Regions from separate parts of the Canis lupus genome. Here region 2 is linked to region 1. Evidence: chromatin contacts called from public Hi-C data. All regions are on one chromosome and are shown on one strand. Each heading gives the region's core, a stretch centred on a gene start, on an enhancer-like site or on the middle of the called end of the contact. The rest is flanking DNA. Distances are from core to core; before and after follow the strand shown. Region 1 holds the start of C35H6orf62. Region 2 has its middle 17 kb from the start of GMNN.

What was found. A called contact is a pair of places that touch in the nucleus more often than the background predicts.
Region 2: a Hi-C map of liver shows a contact between it and region 1, with 2.9 times the contacts expected there. The contact joins the enhancer-like site here to the promoter of C35H6orf62 in region 1. A contact is called at or near these places in 5 of 9 Hi-C or Micro-C datasets (amygdala, blood and liver).

The regions. Positions count from the first base shown.
Region 1 is chr35:24,150,145-24,155,331 of UU_Cfam_GSD_1.0, forward strand. C35H6orf62 reads right to left here and starts at 2,940. Exons shown (of 5, transcript XM_038584288.1): 1 at 2,492-2,940. The coding sequence starts at 2,533.
Region 2 is chr35:24,188,091-24,193,277 of UU_Cfam_GSD_1.0, forward strand. No RefSeq gene overlaps it. Among named protein-coding and RNA genes, the nearest start is that of GMNN, 17 kb to the right of the region's middle. Within about 2 kb of position 2,276, at least 4 of the 20 cell types and tissues checked have an H3K27ac peak or open chromatin away from gene starts, as enhancers often do. A contact at or near this core is called in liver, where this site is marked.

The sequences.
Region 1 (5,187 bases), core at 1,690-4,189:
AATAGATTAATAAAAAAAAAAAACAAGAAAACATCAAGAATTGATGTTCTAAAACATCAAGAATTACCAAAAAGTGACCCAGAGACATGAAGTGAGCAAATACTGCTGGAAAATGACACTGATGGACTTACTCAACCCAGGGTTGCCACAAACCTTCAATTTAGAAAAAACAAAATATCCACGAGGCACAATAGAGTGAATAAAACCGAGGTATGCCTGTACTAATAACCTTTAAGAGTTACGAGTTGGGAAAATGCCCATGCCCGGGAAACTTCCAAACACTAAGCACGTGCCACATGAAGAATAGATTTCTAATCTGAAATTAGCTCACCCCCTAAGTGCAAAAATCAAAGTAGTATTTCCTTACATTCATACCCTTATCTCATGCCAGAGATCATTGAAGAAACTGTCCATTTTAAGTTGCACAAAAAATACGGCTTTGATCCTGTTCTCCTTGACTACTTGCAACTATTTGCTATTTATAACTGCGGCGTTGCTTCCGAATATGTTCACCGGCCCCCTCCGAATTTAAATTTCCTTTTCAGGTCCTTTGAATTTTAACGAATTGCACTTCTAAACACAAATTAGCCATTTTCTGTTCCTAAAAATTAAAGTGTGCTGTATTTCATCAAATGTACCATGAGAAAAGGTACCTTTGGTGTGAAATTGAACAAACTACTTTTAGCATATAAAGATTTCAATTCTGATTCACCACTCTCAAATACCCCACTTAAGACCATCTTTAAATTCAGCTATCATGTTCTCTATGTAACTCCACATAAGTGCACTTTATTGTGAAATACCAATCAGTTTTAGTGTTGCTCACCCCCGGCTAACTACAAAAGGACCTTACGGAGCTTCAGAGCATCTCCAAACCAAGGAGCACTCAAGCCTTCCATTGGTCATCATCCTGCAGCCACACGTGCAGGGAACCACCCAGGAGGATTTAAGTTAAGGCACACACATACACCGGTGTCAACCACTCTTTAACCTAATACGCAATTATTTACGGCTAACAAATTAACAGACACTTACAAAAATCACTTGTGCTAAGTCACATGAAGAATTTCAAATTACCTTCTCCTTGAATACAAAGGCAATATACATCTTGAAGTCAAACTGGTCAGCTAGAGATTCTTTTTTCTTTCTAAGCTGAGCACGTAGTCTGTTCAGAGCTTGTTTCTTCCGGGAGTTTGGGTCCCCCATTTTGAAATACAGGTGGTACTAAAGCCTTTGGAAATTGTCACTAAACTATGGGCACTTTTTCTTAAGACTCAAGTACAACAGAAACAAGTCATTTTTTTTCCTGCTAATAGGATTGAATAGCTAAAATCACGACCATAGCCCAAAAACTGCACCTTCTGGCAATATTAGCAGACTGTCATATTACAGGGTCAAGAAACAAAAGCTGGTGTCCAGTCATGTTTGGACAATAACGTCTGGGGTTATGGGAAAAAGGAAGGGGAGAAAGGAAAGAAAGAGGAGAAAATACTTGGAACTAACTTTTTAGAAAACACATTTGGCTTAAATGCCAAAGTAAAGGCTTTTGGGGGAAATGAATAGCCTATTATCAGGATTTAGGTGTGCAATAAAACACAGCTGACACCAGTCCAATCCTTAAGATCCATCCGGATTTTGCCCCCTCTTTAGAGAAGGGATTATGAAAAGGAAGGAGGGGGGGTGGGAAGTGTGATGATCCCTGCTTTCCAAATACCCAAATAAAAAGAATTACAAAGAAAAAGGGAAAAAGAAGAAGAAGAAGAAGATAAAAAAAAAAAAAAAAAAAAAAAAACCCCAACCCCCCCAAAAAACACGAAAACAGGGTAGGTGAATGAAACTGAAATATCCAATTGGATTTTACCCAGCCAGATCCATGGCTGTAGTACCTAATTAACTCTTAAGTTATTTCAGATTTCACTATTGCTATGTATCGTCAGTGCTTGTTATTGATTACACTTGGTGGTGAGCAAAGAGAAAAGTGCAAAATCGGTAGAGACAGAAGGGGAGAGGTACAGGGTTTCCCTGCAATCAACTACAGTGTATACTGGGGGCGGACAGCTGTTGCCCAAAGGAGCCGTGAGAAAAAACAGCGGAGTCACGACCAGCCTCCCCATCACCCACATTTTCACCCTCAGGCGGCTGCTAGTGCTGCTGCCATGGAAAATCATGATGGCAGAGAGGACGGGGTGGGGGCTCTGATACGATACGGTAGCTCTCCGGGCTCTGTGGTTAGACCCGGCGAACGCCCGGGATCCCAACACCCCCAGCCCTGCAGCGAGTCCTACATTCCCCCGGGGGAGCCTTCCCTAGGAATCCGGCCCCGTTCGCGACCGCGCGGGGGGCGCCTTATCTTCCTGCGCGCATCGCTGGGGCCGAGCCGGCGGGTCCTCCTCCCGGATCCCGGAGCCCAGGCCGCGAGAGCCCGGGGACCACCTGCCTTCCACCCCCCAGGCCCCGCCCCCGCCCTCTGCCTTCAGCGGCAGCGACTCACTCGCACCACGGGAGACACAGGATCACTCAGGTTCTCACTCATTTCATCGTGGAAACAACTCCCGCCCGGATAGAGGCGGCGGGAGAGGGTAAATGGGAAGGATCAGTGAGAAGAAAAAAAAAAAAATAGTTTTGTTAATATTACTTTTTTTAAAGTACGCCCGGCCCACCCCCCCCCTTCAAAAATAAACACACGCACGCACAGACACACACACACACGGAAAACAACCCAAAACCAAAACCCAAAAGCCTGAGGTTCCCGGACTCTGGCTGAGCTCGCTCTCACGTGGAACAGACCATGTTTCCCGAATCGGATAGTTTTAAGGTGGGGTCATCAGTCGGCTTCCCCGAGGGGCGGGGTGGCTCTGAGGCGGCGGGAAGGCCCCTCCCGGTCCCCGCGGACGCCGGGACTCACGGACCGACTCTCGGGCGGGGTTCGGGCCCTCTAGCCGCAGCCTGCGGGCGGAGCGGTGGCGGCGGCAGAGGAGGCGGCGGCGGCGGGAGCGCTGCTCGCGGCACGGGCGGGAGCCATGTCAAGAGAACAGCACCAGCCAACTGAGCCCCTCCATCCCCGCTGCGGCGCGCACTGTGGCCGGGCCGCCCGCGCTGCTGCCGCCGCTCAGCCCCCACCTGGGCCCCATAGTCTGGCTCGGCGCCCCGGGCGGCGGCGGACGGAAGGACGCGAGGGAGGCGGCGGCGAGAGAGACAGAGAGAGCAGGAGGAGCGAGGAGAAGGCGGGCAGGGCAGGCACCGGCGGCGGAGGGGCGGGGGAGGAGGGGAGGGGAGCCCTGCGCTACGGGGTCTGGCAGCGAGGCAAACCCCCCGGAGTAAAGTTATTTCAGTCCAGGCATCTGCTCTCGAGTCTCTCTTCCCCCCACGGCCGGGCTCCGGCTCTCGGCAAGGAAGGTCGAGGAGACCCGGAGGGGGAGAAGCCGCAGCGGAGGGTGAGCGTCCGCGCTGGCACAGCCTCGTTGCCCCCAACCGCTGGCTGCCGACACGGCGGCGGCGTCGGGCGCCTCCCGGTCCGGGGCAGAGTCGCGTTGGAGGAGGGAAGCGAGAACAAACAACTTAAAATGGCAGCGACGGCCGCTGCGTCACACGCCCCTCAGCGGAAACGCCCGAGACGCTCTGCGGCTGCGCAGCGCGCGGGCGCGACCACCTGCGCCGAGCCGGGGGGGGGGGCGAGAGGCGGGACGCCCAAGGTGTCTCCTGGCTGTCAAGCACAGAGGAGGCAAGGGCGGGGGAAGGGGGTGCGAGGGAGCGTCGGCAAGGGGAGGCTGGGAAGGGAAGCTTCTGAGTGGATCGGCCTGCTTCAAAGGGGGAGTTGGAGAAGAGAGACTCCCCTCCCGCGCCGCTTGAAGCTTCCACCGAGCGTGGCACGGGACCGCCCAGGCTCCCACCGCCCCCTCCGTCAGGCGGTCCCAGCGCCTGAGCTGGCTCCTCGCCCCTCCCCGCACGGGCGTCCCGAGGCCACGCCCCCTGGCGCTCGCAGAGAGCACCCGGATGGACACGCTCTTCCGGGTCCTGCTTAGGCGGTCGGGTAGGTCCGGCACCGAGGCCGCGCCCAGGCGGCGGGGGCGGGGGCGGGGGCGGAGTCAGGGAGGGACCGCACAGTCCGCCTGGGAAGGTCGGCGGGAACGTCTCCGTTCGCCTCACCGCGGGGCCTGACGCAAACGAGCGAACGAGTGACCGCCCGTGCCCGCTCTGTGAGCTCCGTCCTGCTGCGGAGGGTGCTTCCCCGGGGCCGCGCGCCTCCGCCCCCCCCCGGCCACGTGCGCGGCGTGAGGGCGGGCCTCGGGGCCGACGAAGGTCACCTGCGCCGTGGGGCCAGCGCGGCCGCCGGGACGGCGGAGAGCGACAAGGCACCTGCCCCAAGACTTTGTCCGCCCGTGTCACCGTGCGGGGTGTGCTGGGAACCTCCGGGACCTCAGGCCCAGGCCCCCGTGTCCCCCCGTGTCACCGTGCGGGGTGTGCTGGGGCCCTCCGGGACCTCAGGCCCAGGCCCCCGTGTCCCCCCGTGTCACCGTGCGGGGTGTGCTGGGGCCCTCCGGGACCTCAGACCCAGGCCCCCGTGTCCCCCCGTGTCACCGTGCGGGGTGTGCTGGGGCCCTCCGGGACCTCAGGCCCAGGCCCCCGTGTCCCCCCGTGTCACCGTACGGGGTGTGCTGGGGCCCTCCGGGACCTCAGACCCAGGCCCCCGTGTCCCCCCGTGTCACCGTGCGGGGTGTGCTGGGGCCCTCCGGGACCTCAGACCCAGGCCCCAATGTGTTGCACCATATTTGAAAACACGAAGAGGGTACTGTTGGTAGTTTGCCTTGTTCGCTGAATCCACGTTGAGTGCCATTTTCAGAGCTCCGATGTGCCGCTAACACAGTTATGTGTCTAACCAGCAAAGGTCAATACTTGTCAGAAGTAAAGCTATGCTGTATGGTGAAATTTAGAAGTCTGTTGTGTCTTCAAATGATGGCCCTTGGGAAAATCAAAATAACTTATCTACATAGTAACCATTTTTCCCCCAACTATGAGCCAAAAGAATAATTGGGAACCACCTTTCCATATAAATTCTTGTCCAGAACTGAAGGATGAGAGTCCTGCGGTTTCCATATATTCACTAACCTTGAAAAAATGAAGCTAATGGGGCACCTGGGTGGCTCAGTGGTTGAGCGTCTACCTTTGGCTCAGGGCGTGATCCCCGGG
Region 2 (5,187 bases), core at 1,026-3,525, 37 kb after region 1:
ATGAGCCCTGCATTGGGCTCTGCACTGAGCATGGAACTGCTTAAAATCCTCTCCCTTTTCAGGGCACCTGGGTGGCTCAGTAGGTTAAGCATCTGCCTTCGGCTTAGGTCATGATCTTGGGGACCTGGGATCAAGGCCCATATGAGGCTCCCTACTTATCAGGGAGTCTGCTTCTTCCTCTCCCTGTGCCACCTCACGCCCCCCACACTTGTGCATGCATGTGCTCTCTCTTTCTCTCACTGGAATAAATAAGTGAAATCTTAAAAAAAAATAAAATTCTCTTCCTTTCCCTCCCCACCCTCTAAAAAAATAAAATAAAAAATAAAACCTCGGGTGGTCTCAGTTCGTTCTTGGCAGAAAGATTTAGGTCCTGAGTGTACATTGTGTCCTGCGGCCTGGTTTACCAGAGCTACAAAGGCAGTCACAGGAATCCACTTAGAGATGAAGGGGAAGCCGGGAGAGGCTTCTGTACACTGCTGCCTCTTACACATCTCAAAGGAAGCAGCAATGGTTGGCCTGAAGCAGGGTCTGGATATCCTGAGTGCAATTCCAGTACCTGCTTCCTGAGTCTACACCTGAACTTGCTCAGAACAGCCCTGTGCTTGGTTTTTATTTTTATTTTTTAAAAGATTTTATTTATTTATTCATGAGACACACAGAGGGAGAGGAAGAGACATAGGTAGTACTCCATCCCAGGACCCGGAGATCACAACCTGAGCCAAAGGCAGATGCTCAACCACTGAGCCACCCAGGCATCCCAGTGCTTGCTTGGTTTTTATACTTCCCTTACCATCTTGAAATTATGAGCAGTTTTTTCTTTTTTTAACACAAGGGCTCTCCTGTTCATCTGGCACTGGACCTGCCCCAATGACGCAGCCAGGCCTGATCTACCTGTTACTGCTTCTATGGGGGAGGAAATAACTCTGTGGTGGGTTTCATAGAGGCTGTGGAGGTTCTTGCTTAGAGGGCATTCGGCCGTTTTGAGGAAGGTACGCTGCCTTTCATCTTTCTTCCAAACCTTTTAAAATCCCGCACTTCTGAGAAAACTCTGCTCACACTGGTCCTTCAGATGCCTGCCTCCCTCTTCTCTTCATTTTCACAGACACACACCATTTTGACTGGAGCTTGCTTTTCTGATTTTCTTAAACACTCTAGAGTCTTGAATCCAACACAAATATGGTTGGTGATCTATTTTGGTTCTTTTCATTGAATTTCTTTTTCAATCTATTTTCCATAAGTCTATTTCAAATCTTAACCCATAAATTCCCCAGAGGAAAAAAAAAAGTTGCATTAGCAAATCTGCAGCACAAATAAGGCATCCTCTAACTTCCCCTGCTTCTCCTTTCCATGGACAGGAGTGGCTTTAGCACTTCTTATATGCCTATTCCTATGTACCTTGCTCACCCACAACTCTTTTTTTCACTCTGGTAGGGAGAAAGTGATTCTTATACATACCCATTTCAAAATTATTTATCAAGTTTCTTTTTTTTTTTAAGGCTTTATTTATTTATTCATGAGAGAAGAAAGGCGTGCAGAGACACAGGCAGAGGGAGAAGCAGGCCCCATGCAGGGAGCCCACCGAGGGACTGGATCCCGGGTCTCCAGGATCACGCCCTGGGCTGAAGGCCACGCTAAACCGCTGAGCCACCCGGGCTGCCCATTTATCAAGTTTCTTGCAAGAAAATAGCCTTTCTTGGGAGGGTGGAAAGTAACTTTGCTATCTCTGATAGATAGATTCCTTGGGTTTTTTTTTCTTTAGTCTAAGAATGTGCCAACTATCTAGAGTAAAGGTCAGCAAAACATGGTCATCAGGCCAAATTCAGCCCATGGCCTGTTTTGTCTTGCCTGAGAACTAAGAACAGTTTTTATTTTTTTAGGGTGGTAAACACACACACACACACACACACACACACACACGCACACACACAGTGTGCAATAAAGGAAACCTAAAATATTTACTATCTGTCCCTGTAAAGAAAAAAGTCTCCCAACTCTGGATTTAGAGAACTGTAACAATCTGCTCTCCCTTCCCACTGAAGTCAACAGAAAAAGTTACTCTAAGCTTTGGCAAAAGCAGTCTTCAAACTCCACTGGGTCCTGAATCCTGTGTTTTCTTTCTGTTCTCTCTCCGCAGCAGCTGTTTCTAAGCATGTCTACTGTGCCTAAGAGCATTACACTGGGCTCTATGCTCTTGGCAAGCCCTCAGACCTTTCTGAGGAAAGTATTCCCAAACACAAGCTTTCTACATAAAATATCTGTGGTTTGTGCCCTTCACCAGAAGCCAACCCTGCTGCCCGGGCAGCAGTCCAAGGCAGCCAGGGTAGAGGGAGGGAGAACCTCCCTTCAAAGAGGACAGTACAGTGGCACCCTGCCCAGTGGGGACGCTCCTGCTGGGGAATACTAGTAGACCCCCCCACCCCCAATAAGGCACTCTCTTTTAGGACCTACAGATACTTAGGTGTACTCAAAAAAGAGAAGCCTCAAAAACTCAGGTTATTTGGGGGCACCTGGCTGGCTCAGTCGGTGGAGCATGCAACTCTTGATCTCAGGGTCATAAGTTCAAACTCAACATTGGGAGGGAGAGATCACTTAAAAAAAATTAAAAGGACACCTGAGTGGCTCAGTGGTTAAGCGTGGCTCAGTGGTTAAGCGTCTGCCTTTGGCTCAGGTGGTGATCCTGGGTCCTGGGATCAAGTCCTACATTGGGCTCCCCACAGGGAGCCTGCTTCTCCCTTTGCCTATGTCTCTGCCTCTCTCTGTGTCTCCTGTGAATAAAAAAATAAAATCTTAAAAAAAATTAAAATTAAAAAATAAAACCCCTCAGGTTATTCATTCAGTTCTCAGAGGACTGTTGGTAATCTTGGCTTTGGAAGTACTTCAACCCAGAGTGACTGATCAGCTGCTGAGGGGGCGCTCCTATAGCATTTCTGGGCCCTGTGCCTCCATGCAATGTACTCCCATGTCTCTTTCTTGCAGTGTATGCAAGCCTTAATAAATGCAACATCCACTGCAGTTGCGAGCCTGCATCAGTTTCCCCTTGCTCCAGGTGGTCTTACTCCTGCTACCCTCACCTGCCCCTTGCTAAGCCTCTTTCTCAGCCTTTCCTTCTGCCACGGGGAGCATTTCTGTGTGGCCAACCTAGGGGAATGGGGCGGTGTAGCGTTATAACACAGCCCTCATGCCTGCACCTGGTGGACTGCATAGCTGGTCTTCTAACCACCATCATGAGCTGGCAATTCTAAACAACATCAGATAAAATACTCCTTCCTGAAAACAATCTTTTGCTGGTCAGTTCTAAACACTGTAGCAGTTACTGTTGGTTTTCCTAAAATAAAACTTGAGCACTTTTTATTATTCCATTAATAAACATTATACTCTTCACGCGGGTATTCAGAGACCTCCGGGTTATGTGCTTGGCATCCCACACACCCAGCCTCAGCCACACACAGCTGGTTTGGGGAGTACGTGTCCAGTGGAATCAGTGCAGTTCACTTTGGGTACAGCTCCTGTCTCCAGTCCCTGGCGTACTGTATTTTTGCTTTTAAATACTAGATTAAGGGGCACCTGGGTTGCTCAGTCAGTCAAGAATCTGCCTTTGGCTTGGGTCATGAACCCAGGGTCTGGGATGGGGCCCCACATTGGGCTCCCTGCTCAGCGGGGAGCCTGCTTCTTCCTTTACCCCTCCCCCTGCTTGTGTTCTCTGTCAAGTAAATAAAAAAAAAAAATCTTTAAAAAAAAATACTAGATTGAGAAAAAAATGATAGCACAGTCATTATACATATAGGTAGAGAAACAGAACTTGAGTCACTTTAATTCTGTCATATTTTGAGACCACCTGGAATTCTTATCTGTGTTTAAAATTCAAAACTGTCAGTGCAAATGGAGAAGTTTTGTAAGGACAGATTTTAGTTCACACTTGAAACATTTTACTGAATTTGAGTAAAATCTTTAAAGTTGACATTTCCTTAAAAAAAAAGTTGAAACTTCTTTTTAAATTAATTGTTTAAGGATCAGTGGTTGCCAAGGGTTGTAGAAAGGGAGGGACTTGAGAACCTATCTAATCATGGGCACCTGGGTAGCTCAGTTGGTTGAGTGCCCGACTTTTGGTTTTAGCTCAGGTCATGACCTCAGATACATGAGATCAAGGCTCGCATCAGGGTATGGAGCTGGCTTAATATTCTCTCTCTGCCCCTCCCCCACTCTTAAAAAAAAAAAACATATCCAGCAGGACCATTTAGTATTTTCCTCTAAATTGTATCTTTTGCATGCAAAACAAAAGTATCAAAGTATTACTTTCTTCCCTTTTTTGTACTGTAATTTATCAAAAATCTTTTTCTTACACAGAAAGTTCAAAACAGAAAACTTTCACTTTCTGCATTTACTTTCTGGTTGTTTTAATATTTGCCTCATTTCATGATTCCTGAAAATAACATTTGTTAAAAATGATCCACACTAAATAAACTAGTCCATCCAGACAATGGAATATTATTCAGGATGAGAAGAAATGAGTCATGAAGAGACAGGGAGGAAACTTAAATGCATATCAGTAAATGAAAGAAGCCAATCTGAAAAGGCTACATACTGTTTGATTCCAACTCTGATACTGTGGGCAAGCTCAAACCCTGGAGGCAGTAAAAGGATCAGTGGTTGTCAAGGGTTGTGGAAAGGGAGGGATGAATAGGTCGAGCACAGAGGGTTTTTAGGGCAGTGAAAATACTCTGTATGATATGATGTACACATGTCTTACACCCTGGTGCAGACCCACAGAATGTACAACACCAAGAATAAACAAAGGTTAGGCTTTGTGTGATAAAGAGGTATCAAAGTAGCCTCCTGACCTGTAACAAATGTGCCACTCCAGTGCAGGCGCAGGATGTTGACATCCTGGGGAGGCTATGCCTGTATGGAGGCAGAGGGTGTATGGGAAAATCCTATGCCTTTGGCTCAAGTTTGCTGTGAACCCAAAATTGCTCTTTAAAAAAACCCCACTCTGGGTGTTTAATGAGCTCAGTACACCCCTGGGCATCCCTCTTACAGCCCCCCATTCTTAGCTCACACACTCTCCCGCCTTCCCAGCAGTTACACTGACTTCACAGCTTTATCTGTTTCTTCCCTTGCCCCCTGCAACTTTTCCCTGGTTCCTGGCTCCTCTCTAGCAGCATTTAAACATGCCCAAACATTTCCTAT